Linked DNA regions of Ovis aries: region 1 is linked to region 2. The links are chromatin contacts, called in public Hi-C maps. All regions are on one chromosome and are shown on one strand. The core of a region is the stretch at or near the end of the contact, and the rest is flanking DNA. Distances in the headings are between cores, read along the strand shown. Region 1 overlaps AK7 (adenylate kinase 7). Region 2 has its middle 61 kb from the start of C18H14orf132.

Region 1 (5,219 bases), core at 2,716-5,215, 340 kb before region 2:
GTTTGGGGGTTCTAAATAAATGCTACATAAGTTAAATGAGGCTAATGATAATATCACTTAATTCACAAAATTGTGAGGATTACCTATGAGGTATATGAGGATTACATGAGGTACTGTAAGTAATACATCTGGCATAGTACCTGGTACACGGTAAGCAAGCTTTCAATTTTTAGCTTGTTACTATTTATTCATCACCAAGGCACCCCTATCATATATTTTGATATAGAGAAATTAAAAAAATTTACAATATATGGATTTCAAAATGATAAAAACTTTCTGCAAGTGAAGACTAATAAGCTATTATCTTTGTTTATGTGAATTCTCAGCTAGAGGTATGTCAACAATCAGTGACATAGATGTGTCAAGATCAACCATTGAATGCTGGAGTTTTGGAGTCAGGAAAAAAATAAAACCCACAGGCTTTGGTGTCTGATGGATCCAGGTTTCAATCACAGCTCCCTACCACTTGACACCTCTTTCCCACAAAGTCTGCATTTGTGAAATTAGAATAATTATGTACAAAACACAGGGCTTTCCCTGTGTGGCTAAGACTCTACGCTCCTAATGCAGGGGACGTGGCTGGTGAACTAGACCCCACATGTTGTTGTTTGTTTGCTAAGTTGTGTCTGACTCTCTTGTGACCCCATGGACTGTAGCCCATCAGGCTCCTCTGTCCATGGGATTTCCCAGGCAAGAATACTGGAGTAGGTTGCCATTTCCTTCTTCAGGGGATCTTCCCAACCCAGGGACAGAAACCACATCCCCTGCATTGGCAGGCGGATTCTTTACCACTGAATCACCCGGGAAGCCCCAAAGTGGGAATGAGGAAGAGGAAACTGCATTTTCCCCTTTTCCCAGACTCTGTCTCATTTATTTCTTACAGCTACTCTGAAAAGTGCATATAAACCTCATCTTAGAGGGAATTCCCTGAAAGTCCAGAGGCTAGGATTTGGTGCTTTCACTGCCAAGGGACAGGGTTCAATCTCTGATTGGGGAACAAAGACTTTGCACACGCATACACACATTCCCACTCTTGAGCTACTTGCTTCTTCTGGACCAACGAGCCCTTTGGATCTACACTGGGCTCTGCTGAGGACCCCATACAAGGCTTCCATCTTAGGGGGCTGGGCCAGAACTTGGGCCAGGACACGGCCTCTCTGAGGGAGCCTGAAGCTTGGCGGTCTGTGTAAGGACATGGGACCTAAATGCAGAGATAGGGAGCCGGCTAAGGTGATGTATGCAGAGCACGTGGAATGGTCCTGACCAGGCGCATTGCAAGCTGCCTCCAGGAGAGCTTTTCCTACTCAAAAGGTTCTACTACTTGAGACTTACGTTTTTCCCAAATTTGAGAACCATTTTTTCAGCATTTATGTGGTCCAGAAAATTAGGATGTTGCTTTCTTCTTCGATAATCCTCTTCAGTAAATGGGACCTCAGAGTCATCCTACGGGAAAAAAAAGCGCAGAGTCCATGCGTTAGCACAATGGAAACTTCCAAGCCCCAAGGTGCTAGGGAAATCTGTACCATGGATTTCAGTTTATCCCTTTGATTCTCCAGGAAGAAATGCTGAACTGTCCCTCTGAGGGACTGTATAGGAGCGCGAGTTGTGGAGAGAGCAAGTGATGAACAGCTCAGTGGACAGTCTGGAAGCATTTTTCATTCCTGATTCTTAGGACAAAAACTTGTGCAGAGTATGTTATTAACTTGAAGGAAAGAGGCAGTATGGAAAAGAAGGAAAAAAACATTTCCTTTAAGCTCAAAGTGTTCTAAAAACTACTGCTTATTTCTACAGTGACTTAACTTTCTTGAAAATGTTTCAGCTAGTCAAATTCTATCTTTTTTTTTTTTTTTTTGACCACACCTCAAAGCTTGAGAGATTTCAGTTCCCCGACCAGGGCTCAAACCCTGGTCCCTGGAGGTGAGAGTGCTGGGTCCAACCACTGAACCACCAGGGACTTCCCCAAATTCTATCATTTATACTTCATCTAAACAAAATTTTAAAATTTAAACGTCTTCTTTTATTCTGTAGAGAGGTGATTCTATAACGACATTAAAAATAAACTCATTTCTTAATAGTTCTTGATGTGTGTGTAGTCTCATTTATTCTTTTAATTTTATTTTTGGCTGGGCTGGGTCTTCGTTGCTTCGTGGACTTTTCTCCGGTTGCGGCGAGTGGGGGCTGTTCTCTGGCTTCAGTACGCGGGCTTCTCATCGCCGCAGCTTCTCTTTTTGAGGAACACAGGCTCTAGGGCACATCGGCTCAGCAGTTGCGCTGCATAAGCTTGCTCCTCATCACGGAGAATCTTCCTGAACCAGGGACTGAACCCGTGTCTCCCGCACTGGCAGCCAGATTCTGACCCACTGAACCACCAGGGAAGTCCCCTGCCATTTCATTTTTTAAATCTAAATTGGGAGGCTTTTTTCTTCTTCTTCTTTTCCCCACTGCGTCTTTCCCTCAAGTCAACCCCGTGTTAATTAGAACATACTCTGCTCAAGTTTCTGTCTTAGGCTTTAAAAACTGGCTTCATTAGATAGGACATCAGTTTGCCCTAAGAATCAGGAATGGAGAATATTTCCCAACAGTCCACTGAGCTGTTCATCTCTTGGTCCCTCCACAACTCACGCTCCTAGAGTCCCTCGGAGGGACAGTTCAACAGAAACTTCCTGTAGAACAAAATGGAGAAACTGAAATCCATGGTACAGATTTCTCCCCAGTCCATACAGATTTAGAGGTCCTACTTGGAGTAGGATTTCTGATTTTTTTTTTTTTTTACCAAGCTGCATAGCATATGGGATCTTAGTTCCCTGATCAGGGACTGAACCAGTGCCCCGTGTCATGGAAGCACAGAGTCTTAACCACTGGACCTCCAGGAAAGTCCCAGGATTTCAAAAAATACAGTCTAATCAGAAGCCTTCCAATCACGTCACAGTGCTCTAAGATAAATAACCGGACAAAAGCATCTGAGTCCAGGGCTTATCCAAACTTAATCAGAGAGGCAGAATGAACACAAGGATGAGAACCCGGAGGCAGAACAATTGTTGGCAGGTTTGAGAAATGGGAAGAAGGGCTGAGATGACTAGAGCCAAGCTGGGGATTGGTAGAGGAGGAGGTAGGCAGTGCCAGGCTGCCAGGGTTTGTGGACCAGGTGAAGGAGTTTAGAGTCATCCTAAAGACATGAGAAGGCATGGGAGGATTTTCAGCATTTTAAGCAGGACTATAATGTTACCGACTTAATGGATATGAACTTGAGCAAACTCCAGGAGATAGTGGAGGACAGGGAAGCCTGGTATGCTGCCGTCCATGGGGTCGCAAAGACATGACTTAGCGACTGAACAACAACAGTGGCATGATCTGAATTATATTTGAACAAGGTCACAAGCTATTTGTTGGAGACTGCCTTGGAAGGATGTGATGGCAGCTGCCAGTTCCGAGGCCATCCTCGTCGCCCACAGATACAATGAGAACAGGATGCATTTAGGAGACATTTTGGATGAGGAATTAACAGAATTGAGTGATGAACTGACTGATGGATGAAAAGGAGAGAAGGTGAGCAGTGGACAAGGTGGACACTACTGGGAGAAAGACGGAGAAAGAGTTTTTTGGGGAAGATCCAGTAAGTCCACCCCAATTCTGTGTCCATAGTAGATACTTAATGAATACATGTCATCTAATTAGCTGACCTCTTAAATATACCCAGTGGCTCATATGTAGGATTGCCAGGACACCCAGCTAAATTTGAATGTCAGATAAACAAATATTTTTTCAAGTATGAGGATGTCTTAGGGCATGAAATACACTTACATGACACATTATTTGCAGTTTATCTGAAATTTAAATTTACCTGGGTGTCCTGTATTTTTATTAGCTACATCTGGCAGTCCTACTCACAGCGGATCTATAATCAGCTTTGCCTTCAGGATGGACTGAGTCCTGGCATCTCCCTGGTCCCAGTGACTGTGGCACGGTGGCCAGCCTGCCTAACTGACCTTCCTGCTCCCTGTGGCTGGCTGCCCAGTGCCCTCTCCTGGGCCTTGTACCACCCTCAGTCCTTATGGCAGTGACAGAAACAGTTACATTTCAGGTGACCTGGTTCCCTGGTCACAGGTCTGGACAGCCAGTCAGTGTCTCCCCTGCATTCTGAGACTAAGACTGGGCCACCCTCTCTGGCCAGCTGCACTGGGCCCGTAAGGTCTAGCCAATCCTGGGCTGCAGGCTTCGAGCCGTCATCTCCAATTCCTGGTTGGGACTGAGATCTGGTTTGTACATTTTGAAACTTCCCTACCGATTGTGGGGCTATGTTCCCTCTAGTCCTTAAATTTTACGTGTTACAAACAAATGACAAATAAAATGTCTTTTAAACTTGCATCTTTCATACAGGTTCTAGTCTCTTGCAAACATTTGTATCAGTCGCTTTTCCAGTAAGTGAAGAGTCGCCATACTGTCGGCATAAAACCAGGACTCTTCTATTGTTGTATACTGATGTGTTGCCATTTCTAGAAACCACCTGCCTTATTAACACCTCATTACAATCAACAGGCTCACTGATAGGCCTCATCTTCTTAGGAACCGGAGAACTGACTATGTAGAGCCATCTCCCTTTTCTTCGAGGACACTGGGTGAACCTGCTGTCTGGTAAGACTCTGGGGGACCCTCTTTTTAATTGGTCATTGTGTTTGACTCCCCGTGCGGATCACTTGCTGGACTCTTTTCCCCCTGGTCATTATTCTCTTTCTCCCACCTGGTCGGTATGTGTGATGACAGATCCCATCTGCTCTTCTGGGCTATCCGGTTAAGCCAATGTCATCTCTGGTCCCCCCTCTTCACTCAGTATAAAAAAACAAATACATAGCTATACTTTTATTACTATTTTTAAATTTTTGGTGGTACCCCATGGCACGTGGGACCTTAGTTCTGCAACCAGGGATCAAACCTGTGCCCTCTGCATTGGAAGATGGAGTCTTAACTGCTGAACCACTGAGGAACTCCCTATACTTCTAAAACAGATACTATGGAAAAAACCTGGGTATATTAAGATTCTCCAACTTATTAAAATTGTTTAATATTTACAAATGAAAACATTCTACTTATCCTTTTGTATTTAAAAAATCTTAAATGCAGTTTTGTATTTGTTTAGATGTTTTTGGCTACAAATAACAAAACTGGAAATCAAAATGGCCTCAAAAGTGCGAGGATGCATTATTTCTCGTAAGTAACAGCCC
Region 2 (5,405 bases), core at 2,164-4,663:
TCTCAGACACCTGACCAACACCAGCAGGCTCCCAGCTGCCTGAGGCTGTGTCCCTGGCATGACCCAGCCCCCTCCGAGTGAGTTCCTGTCCGGAAAAGCTCCCGGCTGGCAGAAGAATTTGCCATTTTTTTCCTAGCTAACACCTCCTGACTTTTCTTAGATTGCTGACTTTAAAAAGGCTTAACAATTGTGAATCCTCCGTCTGTCCCTTTGAGAGGTCTGTGGCCCTCTTGCAACACAGGAGGCTCTTTCTCAAGGAACTAAAATGTGACCTTCAGGATGGAGGGGGCCTCTGTCCCCCATTCCCTGGGTTGAGGGGAGATTGCATAGAATTGCCAGCCAGCGGACACCGCTGGCCTCGGTGCACTTACCCTGATCCGTCCTTTGTGGTTTTTCACTTCCATGCGCCGCCCCCGCCCCAGCACCCTGCTTGTCCCTTGCCTCTCTCCTCTCCCTTACCCTCACTTTAGAAGCTGTCACCTCTGGACAAGTCAGAGGGTCCCCGTGGCCCATCGTTACTAAAGAAGCTCTGTTCTCACAGCTTTAACTCCTGCCAGCTCTGTTTGTCTTTGCCAGTTTCCTGATAACCCTCTCTCTAAACAGCCTGCCTTTTCATCCTAGCCCATCTCTAGCTTTATTTTTTCCTATGACACTGAGTACCATTTGATCTTTTATTTAATGTTTATTCAAAATATATTTTATCTTTTATTATTATTATTATCATTTTTGGCTGGGCCGAATGCCATGTGGGATCTTAGTCCCCTGACCACAGATCGAACCTGTGCCCTGTGCAATGGAAGTGAGGAGTCTTAACCACTGGGCCATCAGGGAGGTCCCAGCACCATCTGACATTAAAGGGAAATTGTTCTTCCACTTAAAATACTTCTGACACCAAGTGTATGGGGCTATTTTCCCCATGCAAAACGACCCTTAGAACCTACCGGATATCCAGTCTTGTAATTTAATTCACTTCTGACACTACCTAGGTTTCATGTCAAATCCCAGATTTAATGGCTCAGTGCCAAATACTGCCCCCACTGCAGACACCAGTCACAAGCACCGGGTCTCCAGGCCCTCCATACTTCTCTCTGACTGGCTGTAAATAGGGGGTTCCCACCACCCCCTTCCTCAGGTTTTATAGTGTGCTAGAACAGTTCACAGAATAACATTTACTGGTTTATCATAAAGCACACTAAGCTTCCCAGGTGGTTCCGTGGTAAGGAATCTGCCTGCCAACACAGGAGAGGCAGATTCCATCCCTGGGTCGGGAAGATTACCTGGAGGAGGAAATGGCAACCTGCTCCAGGATTCTTGCCTGGGAAATCCCATGGACAGAGGAGCCTGGTGGGCTACAGTCCACGGGGTTGCAAAGAGCTTGACCAAGTGACTGACTGCACCCCCACGCATAAAGAATATTAAAGGGTCCAGATGAACAGTTGGGTGGACAGGAGCATGGAGCAAGGCCTAGAAGAGTCCAAGAGAGGCTCTCTGTCTCTGTGGAGCTTGGGGAGCACCTCTCCTGGAATATGGACATGTTTATCACCCAGGAAGTTTTCCCACCCCCACAGTTTGGGGGTGTTTACAGAGGCTTCACTGAGTAGGCAGGATTGATGATGAACTCAACATCCTCACCCTAGAGGATGGGGGTGGGTCTGAAAGCTCCAAGCTTCTGATTATGGCTTGGCTTTTCTGGTGATCAGCCCCCATCCAGGAGCCCACCTAAAAACACCCCATTAGAACAAAGGATGTTTCCATCGCCCAGGAAGTCCCCAGGGATGTAGGATCTCTGGGTGAGTTGCTCTTATCACTCAGGACGTGACAAGGGTCTTAGGAGTCCTGTCAGAGACCAGGAGCAGAGACCAAGTATATATTTTCTTTTATTAAAAAAATATCGGGTTGGCCAAAATGTTCATTCAGGTTTTTCATATGCTATTCTGGATAAATACACACCCATGAAACCATCACCGCCATCGAGGCCAGAGATAAATCCGCACCTCCCAATGTTTCCTTCATCCCTTTATTATTATTGTTGTTGTTCTTAGTGTTGGAACACTTAACATAAGATATACCCTCTTGGCAAATTTTAAGTATACGATGCTGTGTTGTTACCGAAAGGGTGTTCTGTGGTTTGGCTGCAAGAGCTCAAAAGCCATACAGGCCAGGCTGGTGGAAAGGAAAGCTTGGTTTTTTGCTTTATTTCAGATGCCAGCAACTGGTTGAAGGAGGTTGTCAGACATCTGTCCAGAGGCCGATTCCCCCCCCACCCCTGGCTGACAGGCTGGGGTGAGAGCTTTTACAGAAAGACTGGGAAGCAGCACAATCAACCCTGACAGGTGGTCAGACACTGCTGGTCTGACCAGCATCGTCTTGGTCATTTTAAGTCGTTTTAAGTCCGGTTCATCTTCAGTTCCAGGGTTTGTTTGTTCCCATTTCTTTGAGGGCTGTTCTCGGAACTGTGGCAGCTCATGTCGTGGGTACAGTCTGGTCATCACGCAGTTAACTTCTCCAGAATATTGATGTTCTAGCATCTATAAGACAGCTCACAGGATACGGCTCAGAATATTATCTCCAGCCCTTGAGAAAGAACTAAAGATCCTTGACTGAGCCTATGACGGTTTTCCTTTGTTTTCGTATTTCTCACTTCTGTGATTAAGCTTATTCTTTGACTAAAGTTTTCCAAGGACCAAAGGCAGGCCAAGGACATGGTGAGGGGCAGGGACCACTGCTCCGCTTCAGTATTGTTAGCTATAGACACAGATATATTTCTTATGATGTCACAGATCCATTATTTAGCTATTTCCTTATTTGTTTCTTATCTCCCATCCCCATGAGAAGGTGCTTAGAGACCTTGGTTTGGTCACTTCTGCACCCTGTCTGTCTAGAATAGAGTCTGGCCCACAGTAGGTGCTGGAGAAGGAAATGGCAACCCGCTCTAGGATTCTTGCCTGGAGAATCCCATGGACTGAGGAGCCTACGGTCCATGGGATCATAAAGAGTCAGACATGATCGAGTGACTCGGCAACATAGTAGGTGCTCAGTCATTAACGATCGGATGAACAAGCACTTGAACTTCAGCTTTCTCTTCTAAAAACTGGATCTCGGCCTCCCGTCTGGGCTGCCAGCCTGGTAAGGAGACCCTCCTCTGGCCGTCCCTACCCCGCAGGCTTCCCACAGTCCACATTTCACATTTTGTCCTCAGCTGATCCTTTGTACCCTCCCATCCCCCCAAGACAGAGTAGGGACCCGGCCTCATTCCAGCCCAGACAGGAGCCAGGTAGGCGTTGGTTGGGAAAGGCCCATCCAGAATCGAGGCTGGACTGGAAAGTGCTTTGTCAACCTCGAGGGCAGCAACTGTGGAGTGCTGGTTGCCATGGTAGTTAATGTTATTTGTTCAGTTTGCAGAAAAGGCCCCAGCAGCCTGGCTTGTATAAATATTAATCATGGGGATATTTCTGCTGCCCGGGTCAGGCCAGCACCCAGCTGGAGCCTGGGCCAACAGGGGCCTGGCCGGGCCAAGGGAAAGATGCCCGCAGAGGGTGGGCTCCCGAGCTCTGTAAACAGGCCGCACTCCCGGAATCACTAGAGGCCCCTTCTGCTTTCCTCCCCTTCCTCCACCCTCAAGGCTCTGACAGCTCCACAGGTGATGCGGGATTTGGCCCTCCTGCCAGGCACCCAGGTGCCACAGTGCCTTTCATCCCAGCTCTTCTGTTCATGCATTCGCCCACGTACGTGGAAGCACGGCACTGTCCCCACTGGGCCCTGTGGGAGACACAGGGGGAGCCCACAGGAGCCTTTGTCTTCCACGGAGACGGGAGCACGACAGCCCCCCTCCAAAGCACGCGGCTCCTAGAGGAAAGGGAAGAGCTGTGGTTGGTCAAAAGGTATTTCTTTACAGGCTCAGTGTTGCCTCTGGACATTCTGCCCCAGGAAACGCATTATCAGACCATTAAGCTATCAAGGCTGATTGGTAGCAGGCAAACAGAATGTGAATGGATGTATTTATCAACCAAATTTGTAAAACCAAAAGTTTACGATACATGCTGGTAGGGGTGGGTAGGCAGTGGGCAGTGGGGGCATTTTTTGGTAAAGGCTGGGCTGGATGCAGGTTTCCCAGGTGGCTCAGTGGTAAAGAATCTGCCGGCCAGCAGAGGAGATGCAGGAGATGTGAGTTCAATCCCCAGGATGGGAAGATCCCTTGGAGAAGGGAATGGCTACCCACTCCAATACTCTTGCCTGGAGAATCCCATGGACAGAGGAGCCTGGCAGGCTACAGTCCATGGGGTTGCAAAGAGTCGGACACGACTAAGTGATTACACTTTCTTTCCCAGCATCCTTGCTCCCTCCTTGTTCCAGAGGCTGTGCTCTTCTCTCTGAGGACCAGACCTGCTTGGGTACAGCCGATGGCAGCTCACAGCCTACCATGACCCTCACCCTGACATTCCGGGTCCTTCAAGCTGGCTTGATGCCCATCACAGCCTTGACCTCCAGGCTCCAGCCTGAACTCTCACCTCCGCCCCAGGATCCATGGACCCCTCTGCTATGGACCTTCTGCTCCAGATTTTATGCAAGGTTGAATTTTGCCTCCTCCAGGCAGCTTTCTGTGATTTATTTGGCTTTGTTTGCCCCCTTAGGAGCCCATGCAGACTTACATTTGGAACCCCTTCTTTCGCTTGGCTCACTCACCTGTGGGGCAGTTGACAGGCTGTCAGCTGGGACAGAGGGGTGCCTGAGCTCTGGGTTCCCCTCCTCAGGCAGGCTAATCTCACCTCTGCAGGGTTCCCAGGTCATCAGGAGAGAAAGCTGTAAACCTTCCCGTGGCCCATGCCCAGGACTGGCCCAGTGTCCATCCTATCAAACCCTCTTGGTGGACACAGGTTGCAAGGCCAGTCCATAGAGTCAGATGTTGGGGAGATAGGGCCACCCCGCACCCCACCCCGAAGAGGGCAGCTGTGAAGTCACACTGGGAAAGGAGCTTGCAAGCAGGCATGGGAATATTTCCTGGCCCTTTCTGCATCTCCCACAAGCAGTCAACATCGGTTTCCCTGAATAGCAGCCTTGGGGAGAGGATCGCAGTGTGGTGTGAAGTGAGTTAGTCTGCCCCTTGCTCCCCTGCCTGCGGGGTTCAGAGCAGCAGCAGCAGCCAGGCCCGGCCTGGTGGGAAGGTAACCCGTGTTGTCAAGCTCAGAAGGGCCCCACACTCGGTTTTATGCCCCGCAGTTGCCATCTTGAAATTCTTCATAACTCTGCACAAGAGCTCTGCATTTTCACTCTACAACGGGCTCTTCAAATGAGGTAACTGGACCTGAGAATGGCAGGTGCTGGTTATCTGCTCAGCACTGAATGACCCTGCTCTGGGCGGGCTCTTCCTGCTAGACAGAGACTAGAAGAGCTGGAACCAGTCCAAG

Evidence for each region. Hi-C and Micro-C count contacts between places; a contact is called where the count stands out from the background.
Region 1: a Hi-C map of liver shows a contact between it and region 2, with 4 times the contacts expected there. The contact joins two enhancer-like sites. A contact is called at or near these places in 5 of 16 Hi-C or Micro-C datasets (hypothalamus, liver, omental adipose tissue and 1 more).

What each region holds. Positions count from the first base shown.
Region 1 is chr18:59,008,802-59,014,020 of ARS-UI_Ramb_v3.0, reverse strand. AK7 (adenylate kinase 7) reads right to left here. Exons shown (of 17, transcript XM_060401466.1): 5 at 1,333-1,443. LOC132658096 (a long non-coding RNA gene) reads left to right here. Exons shown (of 3, transcript XR_009597131.1): 3 at 4,537-5,219. Among named protein-coding and RNA genes, the nearest start is that of AK7, 29 kb to the right of the region's middle. Within about 2 kb of position 3,965, at least 1 of the 54 cell types and tissues checked has an H3K27ac peak or open chromatin away from gene starts, as enhancers often do. A contact at or near this core is called in liver, where this site is marked.
Region 2 is chr18:58,666,634-58,672,038 of ARS-UI_Ramb_v3.0, reverse strand. No RefSeq gene overlaps it. Among named protein-coding and RNA genes, the nearest start is that of C18H14orf132, 61 kb to the right of the region's middle. Within about 2 kb of position 3,413, at least 7 of the 54 cell types and tissues checked have an H3K27ac peak or open chromatin away from gene starts, as enhancers often do. A contact at or near this core is called in liver, where this site is marked.